3 separate regions of the Zea mays genome follow, and regions 2 and 3 are each linked to region 1. A link is a contact called in public Hi-C data. All regions are on one chromosome and are shown on one strand. Each heading gives the region's core, a stretch centred on a gene start, on an enhancer-like site or on the middle of the called end of the contact. The rest is flanking DNA. Distances are from core to core; before and after follow the strand shown. Region 1 holds the start of LOC100286294 (40S ribosomal protein S14). Region 2 holds the start of LOC100281588 (purple acid phosphatase). Region 3 holds the start of LOC100273774 (Isoleucine--tRNA ligase cytoplasmic).

Region 1 (4,659 bases), core at 1,485-3,984:
CATATTTAGAGGATTCTTAACGAACGGTAAATTTTACGGTCTCCTTTAGCGGACGTTGTTGGAGGGGTTGCGCACGCCACCGTACTCTAAATTTAGCGTATAGACGCATATATTCTTTTACTTTCTACTTTAATCTATGAGCTTTGCCGATTAGTATCCTCGCATGTGATAGCTATAGCAAACATGTGTGTAGCATGAAGTTACTGTGAGTTGGTTCTGTTGACCAACGATCATGCATGGATTAATTGTGCGTAACAATTTTTCTACAGACAGACAAATAGTACACGCACAGCAGGTACAAGCACTGTACTCAGACATGGGTGACTTTTTAACTCTAATAAACACAATGGGCCTTGGGCATGAAGACAGCAGTAAAGCATCCGTGGACGATACAGAGCACATAGAAGGTGTTGCTTACGGTATTAATCTATGTAGTCGAATTGAAAGAAACCACTTGGCTGGCAAAATTCCTGGTGGCAATAACCCACGCAAAATTATAGTGCGGGCTAGAAGTCGTGCACTAACCAGCCACTGCATCTCCTACGCTGTTGAACTCTATCGATCTCCAGCACCTCTCCTGTCTACGCTGCACGATGGGCTACGTTGCAGGCAGGCAAACATCCACAGTTCCAGAGAAACTATTTCTCCACACAACACGCTCGTATTCGGAAAGCATGCTCAGATCCGCGGGGCAGCAAAACTAGCATAATTGTCAATTCCTCAACCAAAACATTATCAATGCACATCATAGATTCGGCTAACAGTAAATGATCCTCGACATAGAGCAAAATGAGCAAAATTAAAACTCCTTTTGGCAAGCTAATAAACAGCAACGCTACCCAGAGGCCAGTGCAAAGTGATGGCAAATAGCAAGGATACACGCCTACAGCCTCCTTCCCCTCCTACCACCCTTTCTGCGAGTGCTGTCAGTGGGAACCGGGGTAACATCCTCTGCACATAACACGAATGTTGCATTAACAAACAGAAACAATGAGGTGCCCAGTTATGATAGCTAGCACAACTTCATTGAAATGGGGCAAACCGGTACGGCTAGCCCTTGCAAGATTACGATTTCTTACCAATGCGTCCAATTTTCATCCCAGAACGAGCAAGAGCCCTGAGAGCAGACTGAGCACCAGGTCCAGGGGTCTTGGTCTTGTTGCCTCCAGTTGCACGAAGCTTAATGTGCAGCGCGGTGATACCGAGCTCCTGAAGACACAAGACCAAGTCACTTATCTGCCCACAGCAACCTAAGCAGCCTTACATAATCCTAAGCTTCAATTTAATTAAGCAAACATCATCTTTGGATACACAGACGAAATTCCAGGCTTCACTACAAATACCTTGCAACGCTGTGCAACATCTTGAGCAGCAAGCATAGCAGCATAAGGAGACGACTCATCACGATCAGCCTTAACCTTCATGCCACCTACATAGTTTAGCACACAATAGTTAAAACTAAATACTTTTGACATCTAGGTCAAGTATGAACCCAGGTTGTAGGATGGTACCAGTGATCCGAACCAAAGTTTCCCTCCCAGACAAATCAGTGACATGCTGCATATTACACCATCACAGTTACAATGGGAAAGATAATGAAAAGGCTCATACAAAGGGAAAAACATATAGCACTCACAATGAAGGTGTCATTGAAGGATGCAAAGATGTGAGCAACACCAAAGACAAACTCTCCTTCACGGACAGTGGGTCCAAGGGTAACGTTCTCCTCCTTGGGCTCCCTGGTCTTCCTCCTCGACTGCAAACATATACTACTATCAGATGACATCGAATTTATTGTCGTGTTAACAACCACCAGAAACAATTTCACCATGCACAATGAGTGAACCTGAGTTCATAACACATGTTGTGATTTTAGTAGCCTAACAGAATCAAAAGGCCATACTAGTTGAACACAATATAGTGAGAATAAATAGCCTGTCGGTGGATTTACACTAAGAAAAAAACTAACTAGGATTCATAGAGTGAACATTGACAGAAGCAATTCAACAGCGAATCAGTCTCGGTATACTAATCAAGCCAATCGTGTCAAGTACTAAAACAAGACTACCATCAGGATATATATTGTGAACAGACCAAGTTTCATAAATAATTCAACCCCAAGCAAGACCCCAGGCAATCAGCATCTCTAACTCTTTAGCTCGGAAGTAGTAGGTAATCAGCATCCCTAACTCTAGTCATATCAATACTTCCATAGTCACGGTATTAACTGCGCATCCCAAATATTACATTTGACAGCTAAACATCTTAACCTAGAACACTGATACATCGCGTAGATTCGCAACAAAATTGCCCCAGCACATCACCTAGGTCTTCAATCTAGGAGCACACGTTACAGTCAGCTAATTCGGCGAAAGACAAAGCACGGTTGCGATGCAGCAGCCAACAGAGCATAAGCTCCAATCAACAACTTTCCAAAGCAAATCTACGCTCTCAGGAACCCCCACCGCTACCGTGCTTGCGCCTAATCCGCGAACTAACCTTAACCAGACGAGAAGAGGATCGCTTACCATGGTTGCGTGGATCGACGGGTGACCGGAGCCGAGCTCGCCTGGGGTTGAGACCGCCGCTACCTACGCCGCCGCCGAAACTTCAGAAGGACGACAGACGCGTGGTGCTCATTTATATACTAGGCCGCAGCTCGCTAGGGTTTAGTCCCACCTTTACTCAACGCAAGTTCTTTTGCCCTCGCTCTTCTTTTGCTGCCACTGGGCCACAGTTCTTACACTAGGACCGTCCCTGTAATTTGGTGGCTTGGACAACCAACGGGCTGAAAATCTTTGGGCTATCTGGGCTGGATATACAGTCCATTTAGCCTCTATAATCTTCACCGCCTTGTCTCAGACATTTCATCACTTTTTAATATAAGACTATCTAAAATTTTAGGGTAAGAGATAAAAGATGATTGTATGAATCGCCAGACAATGTTTTGTATCTACAATTTATAACATTCTATTTGTCTCGCTCTCGTCGCATATAACCAAATATTTTTCAAATAAAACTACATCTATTCCTAAATCTAAACAAGGTCTTAAGAATGTGTTTACGTGTGTACTTTTTGTCACAATTGGGTTTTACATTAAGAGCAACTCCAATTTAACCCAACTTCTCTACATCATCCATCAATAGATGAGGGGCTCTCTCATTCTTCTCTCTTGAACCTTCATATGCACAAAGCCTCATTATTGTCTATAATAATATAATATAAAATAGAAAGATAATTTAGAGGATCAATTAAAGTGTGTTAAGAAGTTAGGATGAGAGACTTTTATTTGAGGGGATAGTGAGCTAAATTTTGAGGGATCGGTTGTGATAATTGACAAGTGGTTGTCTCCGTACCGAGGGAATAAATAAATGACAACATATCTCGGGCACATGGAAGTTTAGTGCATATGGTGCACATATTAAATCGGCACCACTCATCTTACATCTAACGTCTCTAGTTGTTTGATATATTTTGCTAAATACGCCCTCCGATGTGGTGGGTGTAGTGGTGGAAGGTATTATTTGTAAAATGCAATGATCAACCAGAGACGTTAGATCTAACATGAATAGTGATGATTTAATATGTGCACTAAACTTCCATGTATACCAGATATGTCCTCTAAATAAATAAATTTACACCCACATTGTACACCCCAATGCAGTGATGTACTAGAACAGATATACAATTAAAATTTAGGTTATTTTGATCCATGCCACTACAATTTTAAACTTCTAACATATGCAATTATTGTTCATATATTTGGAAACTTATCACTACAATTATGTAATACCCAAATTCAGTTAAAAATAGGATTAGTACAAACTATATGTGATGTGTTTTCGTATTTATTTAACATGTAAGTTCTCATGATTAGGTCATTAACTTAAAAAATATATAAATTATGGGGTGTTTAAAACTGTTTCGCTTTATGAAATCTAGCTTAGCTCTATAAAATTGTACCCAAACACTTCCAGCTTCAATGGCTCAGCTTTACAAAAATAGGTAAAGTTGGGGCTAACTTCGTATTTTTAACAAAGCAGTAAAAAGGGTGCTTCACTAACCATGTTTTCTAATAAACTCGTGAAGTTATAGAATATTTACCCACTATTGCCACAGATTACATTAAAAACGATACATTCTTTTATTTTGTTTCCTTCCCTCCTGCTTGCGTACGACACCGGGTCTCCTTCGTTCTCATCCAGCCGCCATGGATTCGCCGAGGGAAGCTGCTGCTGCACGGAAGAATCAAGCACTGGGCTCTCAACCACTAACGAGTAGCCGCCTAGTGGCAGGTGGTGTTCGCCTGGACGCGCTTAGCGCGACCATGGAGAGGCCCTTGCCATCAATGGCGACGCAGAGGTTGGTGGCTTGGGTGTTGTCCCAGTAGGACAGCTCGCGTCCGCATAGAACCAGCTCGCACTATCGTGAGGTTGATTCGACGGCCATGGCGTCCATGAGCGAGGTCGACTGGATTGTGGGTATATCAGACCTTTATAAAGAACATCTTATTTTAGTGAAACTAAATCCGGTCTATAAGCCAAACACTTTAGAAGCTCAGCAGAGAGATACTCAACTATAAAGTTCATAAAGTTGAGCTATACCAAACACCCCCTGTATGAACTGTTGCATTCATCCTGGAATTTCTTTACCTACAG
Region 2 (4,659 bases), core at 970-3,469, 440 kb after region 1:
CACTAGAGGCCCTTTCGCGAATTCTGGAATACTGATTTAAGAGAAGATATTTGTTCATCCAACTGAAAACAGTAGCTCCCCAATGACCCTAAAGTAATGCAGGCGTTGAAGAGAGGTTTAAAGGAACATGGAAGACATAATTTCAGACCATACATGATCATAAACAGATATAGGTTTAGAACAACATGGAAGACACATAATCAGACCATACACGATCATGGCCTGCCAAAAGAAGCCCACGAAAATTTGACAGGCGGCGAACCCTGGTCGGATAGAAGCTCCTGATCGATCGACTAATCGTCGCTAGTCGTCAACTGGTCAAACGGCCAGGGTGATCAGGTGTCCTAATCGGCCTGCCCTGATCGGCCACCCAAAACCAACCCACCTGACTAATCACGATTAGTCGGGCGACTTGAAAACATAGGTATGATAGCATGAGCCATACCAGTGTAACACATGTGGATTTGCTAGAAAATGGAAAATAAACTTGAAACTTACGGTAATGAATCATTTGTAGGATACAATGCAAAGTAGCCGTCTGGCCTGGCAAATGTAACCCTTTGGCCGCCATTAAGTATCACTTTTGTGTTTGATGTCTTGGCTGGAAGACCATAGCCCTTCTCACTCATGCCTATAGCCATAGCACATATATAACATCAGATGGACAGCATGTGATAGTAGCTTTCAGCTTGAAATTTAGGTTTCAAGCATGCTTCAAGGTGCAATAAACCTAAATTAACAAATCATTCACTGTAAATCCCATAACTATATCCATAAGCTAAGAGTACTCTCAGGGAACAACACACATACAAACCATTTCAGAAGCATTGATCAGAACATCGTAGCAACGCGGATATCCACAAATCAAGAAAACTAGTTTAGTGGTGTGGAGAGACAGAAGCCAGACAAAAACATATCAGAGCCCCTCCAATTGCACGCACCTTATCACAAACCATGCTGGCATGGCATCATTCTATCATAAAAGAAAGATCTTCTTGCAAATTCATTAGGTTACTACACTGACATTAGCAGAAATCAAAATATCAACAACAGAATTTCTACATCTGTATACTCCCCTTTTTTCGGACAGAACACAGCTGCTGATTCATTTTAGTTTGCATTAAACACCAGAGAACAGGAAAAGCACACACACACTTGCACAATTCAGGGCTGTACTTAAGTTTGCAAGCTATAAGTTTAGTTAAAACTTCACAAAATCATTTACCATGGATGATCCTAAAACCAACAAGCAGCCGGGCTCTCATCAATTTGCGTCAGTTCAACATTCAGTAAATGCTTGCATACCTCTAATTTCCTAGCAATCAAAACTGCTTCAATAGGCAGCTTTAGTTACATGAATGAATTGTTTGAAATCCACACAAAATACAGGCATATCCAGCAACCAAAAAGAGCACTAAATCGAAACTTGCAAAAGATATACCCCAGAGCAACATCAGGAGCAACTAATTTAGAACTGAGTGACACTTATACAATCCCTAAACGATGCAAACCTAGGCAGTGGGAGCTGGATCACTTACCATCGATCTTGACGCGGCCGGCGATCGTGTAACCCTCTCCAGACCTAGAGCCACCAACGACAAGCGCCAAATCGGGAGAGCGGTCAGCAAAGCATCCGGCCGATCGGATCACGGAACGAGCGTAGGTGAAGGACAGGGACACCTACCCGGCTTGATGCGCTGCCGCGGTACCGAGGCAGGCCGATGTGACGGACACGAGGAGAAACAGGAGCAAGTGCCCGTGGCAGAGGGAGGAAGCGGCCATCGTCGCCGTGGTCGTCGTTGCTCGTCACGGTCGCCGAAGGCCGGAAGGGGGCAGTAGAGCTGGTCGGCTCGTCGCGGCCTTTTTCGGTTTGTGATGTGACGGATGGTTGCACTTCGGTTCGGTTTATTCTCATAGTGGGCTTCGGTCGAGCTCTTATTTTGGCTCAAACGCAATGGGCTCTATTGGGTCTAGTTGGGCTAGGCTAGTGATCTATCCTATCCTGATGATCAGATCCGGCCCAGAAAACCGTGGAATCTGTCAGGTGACGAGAGGAGAGAGAGACGGCGGCGGGCCCGCCGCCAACCAACCTTAATGAGTGTCGCAGTCGCAGGTGGGACCCGTTTGTCAGTTATGTGACTCATCCCGGATTCCCGGTCCAGGCTGGCGTCGCAAATGAGTGGGCTGGGCTCTTATATTTGCCGTTCCGTCACGGCTTTGCTCGCCAAACTGACTGATTGTCTGATTGTGATTGCGGCAGCACCGCCGACCACGAGCCCGCCGAAAGGCTCCTCCGCCTGCCGTTCCAGGGTGCACTGCCGCCATTGCTCATCTCCCCGTGGTGCGGAGGTCCACCCGGGCGCCAATTGGTCTCCTCTTTCGTTGGCAGGTAATCCTAGGACGGCCTCCGTTTCTCTGAAGAGTTGTCTCGCTTGCTAGCAGATCCAAATCTTGTCTGTCTCTGTCTCTGTCTCTACGTTGGTTCGGTGTGTTGTGTACTGGTGTACTGCGTGGTGCCCTGTTAGTCCAAATCCATTTATCCATATTTTGGCTAGGTTTCTTTGCTTCTTCATCAGGCTCAAGATCGACACTAGTTGGCTGGCACCACACTACTTCTTGAGTTCTTGGTGCCCAATAAATCGGGGATACAACGAAACTCGTGCGAACTGTTGTTCGTGCAGAACTTATTATAAACAAAATCAAACACTTTTTGCAAAGGTTATGTGTCCTGAGCCTACTGATGTGTTAAGAAAAAATCACTCAGAATTACTACTCTTGTTAAATGGATGGTGAGTATGAAATCCCAAGCAGAAATGAATTCAGTTGTTAGAATAGTTCCTAGTTTCTGCTCACCTTTAGCGCATCAAGAAAAAACCAAGTAAAGAGAAAGAGGTACTGTCGTTGGAATTGAAGTGCATGTTATCAGGTGCCTGAGACTTATTTGTCTTCGTTTGTCCTTCCTCATCTGCACACTTGTGCTGCTCCGTATGTTCTTTCTTCTATTTGTTTGCTCTTACTATTTCTTGAATGACAGCTCTACGGCCAATAAATATGTAGTTTGGCCGTGTTCTCCTATTCGGTTTTTTTTTCACACTAGAGTACGCGCTGTAGATTTACTTAAGATGGTTGTTTCTATGATTCAAGATTCTTTCTATCCTTTTTTAGTTGGACTACAATAGGTTCCTAGTAACCTCGAATGGTTATGATCTATATTGTCATGGGTAGGGTCCACCAGACTAATAGCTGGAAAATTGGATGTTTTCCTTTTCTATGAGATATTCTAAAAGATTCTTCCTTCATTGGTTTCTGCAAAAGACTTGCCAGCTACTTTTACTATGTAATAAATGAGTAATCATATTTGCATTTAAGGGCGATGTGTCATGGTTTGGCAATATCACGATAATAAGGCAACGTTAATGTTTCTTTAGCCATATTCTGACATTGTATTTAAGACCGCAGTGATGATATTAGATTCTTAGGCTAATCGTGTTAATACCAAAGAATCGAACTAATCAGATCTATATGTTCTGCTGTTCTTACACAATTTAATAACTTTAGTTGCTATTCTTCAGTTCTTCTGACCATGTCTTGTGTGTAGTAGTAATACAGCGTTGCTGGTTCATTGGTATAATATTTCTGTTTTCTGATCAGTGAAAACTAGTTCATTTGCAATCCAATGAATCTCTTAATCATTTTTGCAACTTTGTAATTTTAGACTGAGTGGCATCCAATCCTGAATCAATGAGGGGCTGGGGTTTGCTCGTGTTATCGCTACATGTTCTTTCATGCCTGGTTAGTGGCGTTGCTTCTGGTCGAACAAGCTCTTATGTGCGCACAGAGTTTCCATCTACAGATATACCTCTAGAAAGTGAATGGTTTGCTATTCCAAAGGGATACAATGCTCCACAGCAGGTAACTTTGTCACCAGATTCCAGCTCATTATTAGTGTTATCATTGTAAAGTCTGTTTAGTGCTTACATCATGCTGGTACCAGGTTCATATCACTCAAGGTGATTATGATGGAAAGGCAGTTATAGTATCTTGGGTTACTCCAGAAGAACCTGGGCCAAGTGAAGTATTTTATGGCAAGGAGAAGCTATATGACCAGAAAGCAGAAGGAACAACAACAAACTATACGTTTTACGATTACAAATCTGGATACATACACCATTGCCTTGTCGATGGCCTTGAGGTAAAATACTAATATATATTTTTTTTCTATACTTCAATTCAGGATTTATGTTATATTCTTATTCAAAATGTTTGCCCTGCACACTATTCACCCTGCCAACTATCATAACTCAAACAGAATGCTTCTTTGATAGAGATCACTTCTCTTGATGAAACAAATTTTTTAATGCAGCTACTTTGTTTAATGCTATTTATGCAGCTACCTCTCAATTAGTATGCACATGTTGAATTGACCACGGAATTTTATTTTATCAGATTTTAACTGTACAAGGTTATTTTATTCGAACCTGATGCTACGTAAAATTGCAAATATATGCTGTAACTTTATTGTTTGCACTTTGCAGTATAACACTAAATATTATTACAAGATTGGAAGCGGAAATTCAGCTCGAGAATTCTGGTTTGAAACGCCTCCAGCAATTGATCCAGATGCATCATACACATTTGGCATCATAGGTTTGTCTTTCC
Region 3 (4,659 bases), core at 1,174-3,673, 340 kb before region 1:
GGCTAACATAAGGATAACAGGAAGGTAGTCTAAGGAAGACCTTCATATTCCAGTCGCACCATGAGTAAATAGAATTGGAAATTCTAGTTCATAAGTTTTAACACGGAAGTGCTGGTAAGTGATGATACATGTAATGTAGATCACATTAACATAATGGTGTGGATATCATATCCTACGTAAACAAGTCCAACTACAAGATTGATCTAAATTTAAAAGAGTACTCACTTTAAGCCAACCAAGGATACCCCAGGAATCTTTGACAACAGCTCATATGATTCCTTGTCCAAACCATCCTGAACAGCTTCAATATTGCTTCCCTTTGAAGGTGCCTGCTTCTTTCCTGAAGCTTTGGCCTTAACTGGTAACTGCCCAAGCCTGGATTCTGCAATAACATATACTGCTCCATTTGATTTGTCTTTAACCTGTTTGTACACAGTAAGTGTCCTCAATGGAATGTAATAAACAGCAGTTTACAAGTTGAGAAGTGTGTGAATGGCAAATATCCAATAAACTGGGGTGGCTTGTAGACATGCAGCGGAATAGGAAGACAGTGTACCAAAATTACAAAAAGAAAAGAAAAATAGGGTTCAAAACAGCAAAGTACCAACCTTTGCATATGTAAGATTGGCATTGACACACAGCGCTAGGTTACTTGGAAGTGTCCAGGGTGTTGTAGTCCATGCAACAAGAGCTGCATTGTCCGCATCGCCAACAATAGGGAAGGATACCATCACCGCTGGGTCAGGAACAGTCTAGGATACAACTTAAAAGTCAGTTACTATAAACAGCAACAATAAAATTAGCTAGGTCAGCTAGGAAGCCAATAACCAACCCTATAGTCCAGTGCTGCCTCAAAGTTTGACAGTGCAGTTTTGCATCCTGTGCTGTAAGGCATGACCTATACCAAGAACAAAGAGTTCATGAGGTTTTAAGAAATTCCCTGCAATACAATGAACAAAAATATAACTTAGATCCATTTCCTCATTTCTATTGTCAGACTATCTCCAGCAGACTCCCTATCCCACTTCCTATATTACTCCCTATTTTAAACTCCACTCTACAAACAGTATAATCTACAATGTAAAACAGTACTTTGTACGGCCGTTTACACGGTCTGCTGGAGATGGCCTCAGATACTCTATTTGTTTCTTGTTTTTCTCTTCAGTCGAGAAGGGTTCAAAACAATTTGTACAAAAATAGTACTTGCTGTACATTAGCAGCAATTACAGTGCACAGATTATCCTACAAGCCACACATAACTCCCAAGATTACAACCACACCACACGCCTAAAGAAACATGTGTGCTGTCACAAAGCCGAGATCAACAAAATAAAAATGGCATTCTCTTACCTTACAGAAGCAATATTTAAAGCAAGCTAAAAGCTCATATGCAAAATTATAGATCTAATCATAAAGCAGCATATAAGCATAATAACAGTAAAATGTGTAAGGAGATGTACTTCTCGCATTGAGAGGCAGCAGAATTTGCAATGCAGTCGCTATGCAGTCAAAGACACTGTTAAGTTCCCAATTCACTGAACGCTAAGCTTGTCCAACTAAATCCATCGAATCCTACGTTTGTTAAACTTTGTATAACTCAGAATTTTGAGAACCAACATACTCAAAAATTAGCTATGAGGGAGGTTAGAAATGCGACCTTGAAACCCCTATAGACGAGGTCCTTCTCCCATAGCTGGGCAAACACCCACCAGACGCTCTCCATGAAGTTGAGGTCCATGGTTTTGTAGTCGTTCTTGAAGTCAATCCACCTCCCCGTGCGTGTAACCATGGCCTCCCACTCGGAGACGTACTTGGTGACGATGCTGCGGCACGTCTCGTTGTACTTGCCGATGCCGAGGTCGAACACCTGCTGCCGGTTGGTGATGCCGAGCGCCTTATCGATCTCGAACTCGACGGGGAGTCCGTGACAGTCCCATCCGAACCGTCGCGAGACGTGGCGGCCTCGCATCGACTGGTGCCGGGTGACCACGTCCTTGATGGTACCGGCGAGTATGTGGCCGTAATGGGGCAGGCCCGTGGCGAAGGGGGGACCGTCGTAGAATACGAACTCCTCGCCGCCCTCCGTGCGCCGGAGCTGCTCGTGGAAGGCGTCGAGCTTCGCCCACAGCTCGATCACCCCCTCCTCCTGCTCCGGGAAGGAGAAGTCCTTCCCCTCGCACACGTCGTCCATGGCCTCCTATCCTGCAGTCGCGGCGGCGCTGGAGGTAGCTGGGATTCCGAGCGAGACGGGGAATGGGGCTAGGGTTTCGAGCGATGGTGCGTAGGCGGCGGCGAAAGGTAGGGAATGGGATTCGCTTGGAAGGGGAAGACGAGGGTTTAGTGGCCAGCTGAAGCTATGCTCACGTGCTACGGAGGGTCCGAATCCGAACGCGGTTTTTTCATCTTCATCTTTTTTTTTAGGGCTTGTTCGGTTATTCCCAATACACATGGATTGGATGGGATTGGAAAAAATTGAGAAGAGATTTGACTTGTTTGGGATTCAAACCCATCCAATCCTACTCAATCCACATGGATTGAGAGCTAACCGAACAAGCCCTTATGCGGTCGTCGTTCCCTTCCCCCGCATGTTGAGCTACTTTGACATGGTTTTTTAGGCAGCTCCACCTCCAGCATGAACACTATCAAACGGTAAAAAAAAGGTTTTTCTTGAGAGCCTTTCAAGAACTGAAGTCGTTTTTTATTGGAAGTCAGGTCATTAAAAACCTAGCTTATATCAGCTCATTCTATATTTTTCTCATACACTATTTGAGAGAAACACATTAGAAATTATTTTGCTAAACGAATTACAAAATGGTTGTGACATCTTAAAAAAGCCAAGGAGACAAAGCCCGAGTTGTTTTCATAGTAATCGGAACCCTAGCAAAAGGGGTCATAGTATTGTAGTAGCACCCAAAGAACCATTAATGATGGCTATGGTACCCGAAACTCGTATACCCCACGGGTTTTACTCAATATAATGGTAGATTTGGGACGATTTCTTTACCTGTGGGTATGTTAATGGACACAATTCTATACCCATCGAGTAGACGGATATGGGTATGGTACGTACTACCCATACCCGCCTACTCATGGGTAATTTATACTCGCATCTGTCGTACACATACTCTATTTAAATAAGCACATATAAATATATATTAGCTAAAATAAGATCAACTTACATGTTTCTACATTATTCATTTTTTATTTTTTTATTTACTCACATTTAATGTTTTATGATTTTAAGTATGTGATGTATTTATTAGATTTATGCTATTTAATATGTGTTTAGCGGGTATCTAATCAGATGGGGGTTACGCGATGGATTTTTTACTCATGCGGGTACGGGTATGGGTTTTTAACGGGTATATTTTTACCTCGCGGATATCGGTATGGGTAAGCAGTACCTAGCGGGTATGTACACGTTGCCATCTCTAAGAACCATTGGGCTATCTCCAGCATCTCTCCTATCTCATTTTCTATTGTATCTCCTATTTCAAAATATATTCTGTAAGCAGTGTCATCTATAGTGCTGTAATACTCAAAATTGTGTACAAGAAATACATAGAGGATTTCCTCATTTTATGTTCCATATTTGCATCATAAAAAGAGCACACATATAATTGAGAGTGATTAATTAAAACCAATAATACCAAAATAAAAGAAAAATTGCATCATGCTGGAGTTATATGTTTGTGCATTAAATGAAATAATAATGTTAATGATAATAAGATAATAATTACTAGAAAGCTTGAATCCTAAATTGAGAATTAGGGTTTGAATTAAGAGAAGGGAAGAACTGAGAAAAATACTACATAAAATAAAATAAAAATCAGAATAAATACCCTTCACACTTATATTATTAAACTATACAATTCAAACTGAGGACAAGTTATTCACAATATTTGAATTTAAACTTGAATTCAAATTGGATTTGAAAATGGAGAAAAAAAAAGAAATGGAAAAGAAAAGAATAAAGAAAACCTAGCCTAACTGGGCCCTGAACTCGTATTCGGCCCAATACGCTTTTTCACCCGCGCGGACCATGCCGTGTCTTTCCCCACGCTCGCGCGCACGCTGACTTGCGGGTCCCACTTGCAGCCTCTCTAACCGCGCGCTCGCCTGGTGCTCGATCGCTGACATCGCGGGCCCGCTGCTCAGCTTACTCCACCTTCCACTCCCACGCGGGGCCCACGCTGTCGGGGTCTTCCCCCTCTTTCGCCGCTTGACTCGGGCAAGCTCCGTTACGCGTATGGCGGGTTCGCCGTGGAAGCTGGGAACGGACTCGGGGTCAAATCCTTCTCCACCTCGCCTCTATAAGATGCGCCGCAAACCCTAGACGACTCCTCTTCCACCTCCGTGATAGCCATCGACCACTAGCGCCGTGAGCGAGAGTGTGCACAGAGGAGTGAATCCGCCGCCGCCGACTCGTCCCTTCGCCGGTGTTCCGGTGCTGGCAGGAGGTCGGGGTGATTCGCTTGGGCTCGTGGATCGTGTCTGTGGCGGATTGGGGCCGAGAAAGCCTTGGTCGTCGACTGAATCCCTCGCCGGAGTAGTGAGAGCACCGCCGAGCCGCCCCAACACGTGAGCAACCTGTCTGCGCGCCCGATTTCAGGTAATATTCACCCCCTTCGTGTTCGCCGTCGTGCCAATCCCATTTTG

What was found. Hi-C and Micro-C count contacts between places; a contact is called where the count stands out from the background.
Region 2: a Hi-C map of ear shows a contact between it and region 1, with 3 times the contacts expected there. The contact joins the promoter of LOC100281588 here to the promoter of LOC100286294 in region 1. A contact is called at or near these places in 2 of 25 Hi-C or Micro-C datasets (ear and leaf).
Region 3: a Hi-C map of ear shows a contact between it and region 1, with 5 times the contacts expected there. The contact joins the promoter of LOC100273774 here to the promoter of LOC100286294 in region 1. A contact is called at or near these places in 8 of 25 Hi-C or Micro-C datasets (bundle sheath, ear, leaf and 2 more) and 2 of 3 datasets of contacts at active chromatin or transcription factors (leaf and seedling).

The regions. Positions count from the first base shown.
Region 1 is chr9:99,141,630-99,146,288 of Zm-B73-REFERENCE-NAM-5.0, forward strand. LOC100286294 (40S ribosomal protein S14) reads right to left here and starts at 2,735. Exons shown (of 6, transcript NM_001159181.2): 1 at 2,529-2,735; 2 at 1,637-1,756; 3 at 1,512-1,557; 4 at 1,344-1,429; 5 at 1,080-1,209; 6 at 642-951. The coding sequence starts at 2,531. The coding sequence ends at 884.
Region 2 is chr9:99,578,294-99,582,952 of Zm-B73-REFERENCE-NAM-5.0, forward strand. LOC100281588 (purple acid phosphatase) reads left to right here and starts at 2,220. Exons shown (of 10, transcript NM_001154507.3): 1 at 2,220-2,389; 2 at 3,716-3,912; 3 at 3,995-4,192; 4 at 4,536-4,647. The coding sequence starts at 3,742. LOC100277198 (ER membrane protein complex subunit 7-like protein) reads right to left here and starts at 1,907. Exons shown (of 7, transcript NM_001407177.1): 1 at 1,685-1,907; 2 at 1,539-1,582; 3 at 499-631. The coding sequence starts at 1,782.
Region 3 is chr9:98,800,178-98,804,836 of Zm-B73-REFERENCE-NAM-5.0, forward strand. It overlaps LOC100273774 (Isoleucine--tRNA ligase cytoplasmic), which reads right to left and starts at 2,424. Exons shown (of 27, transcript XM_008661558.4): 1 at 1,658-2,424; 2 at 833-898; 3 at 609-752; 4 at 226-422. The coding sequence starts at 2,191.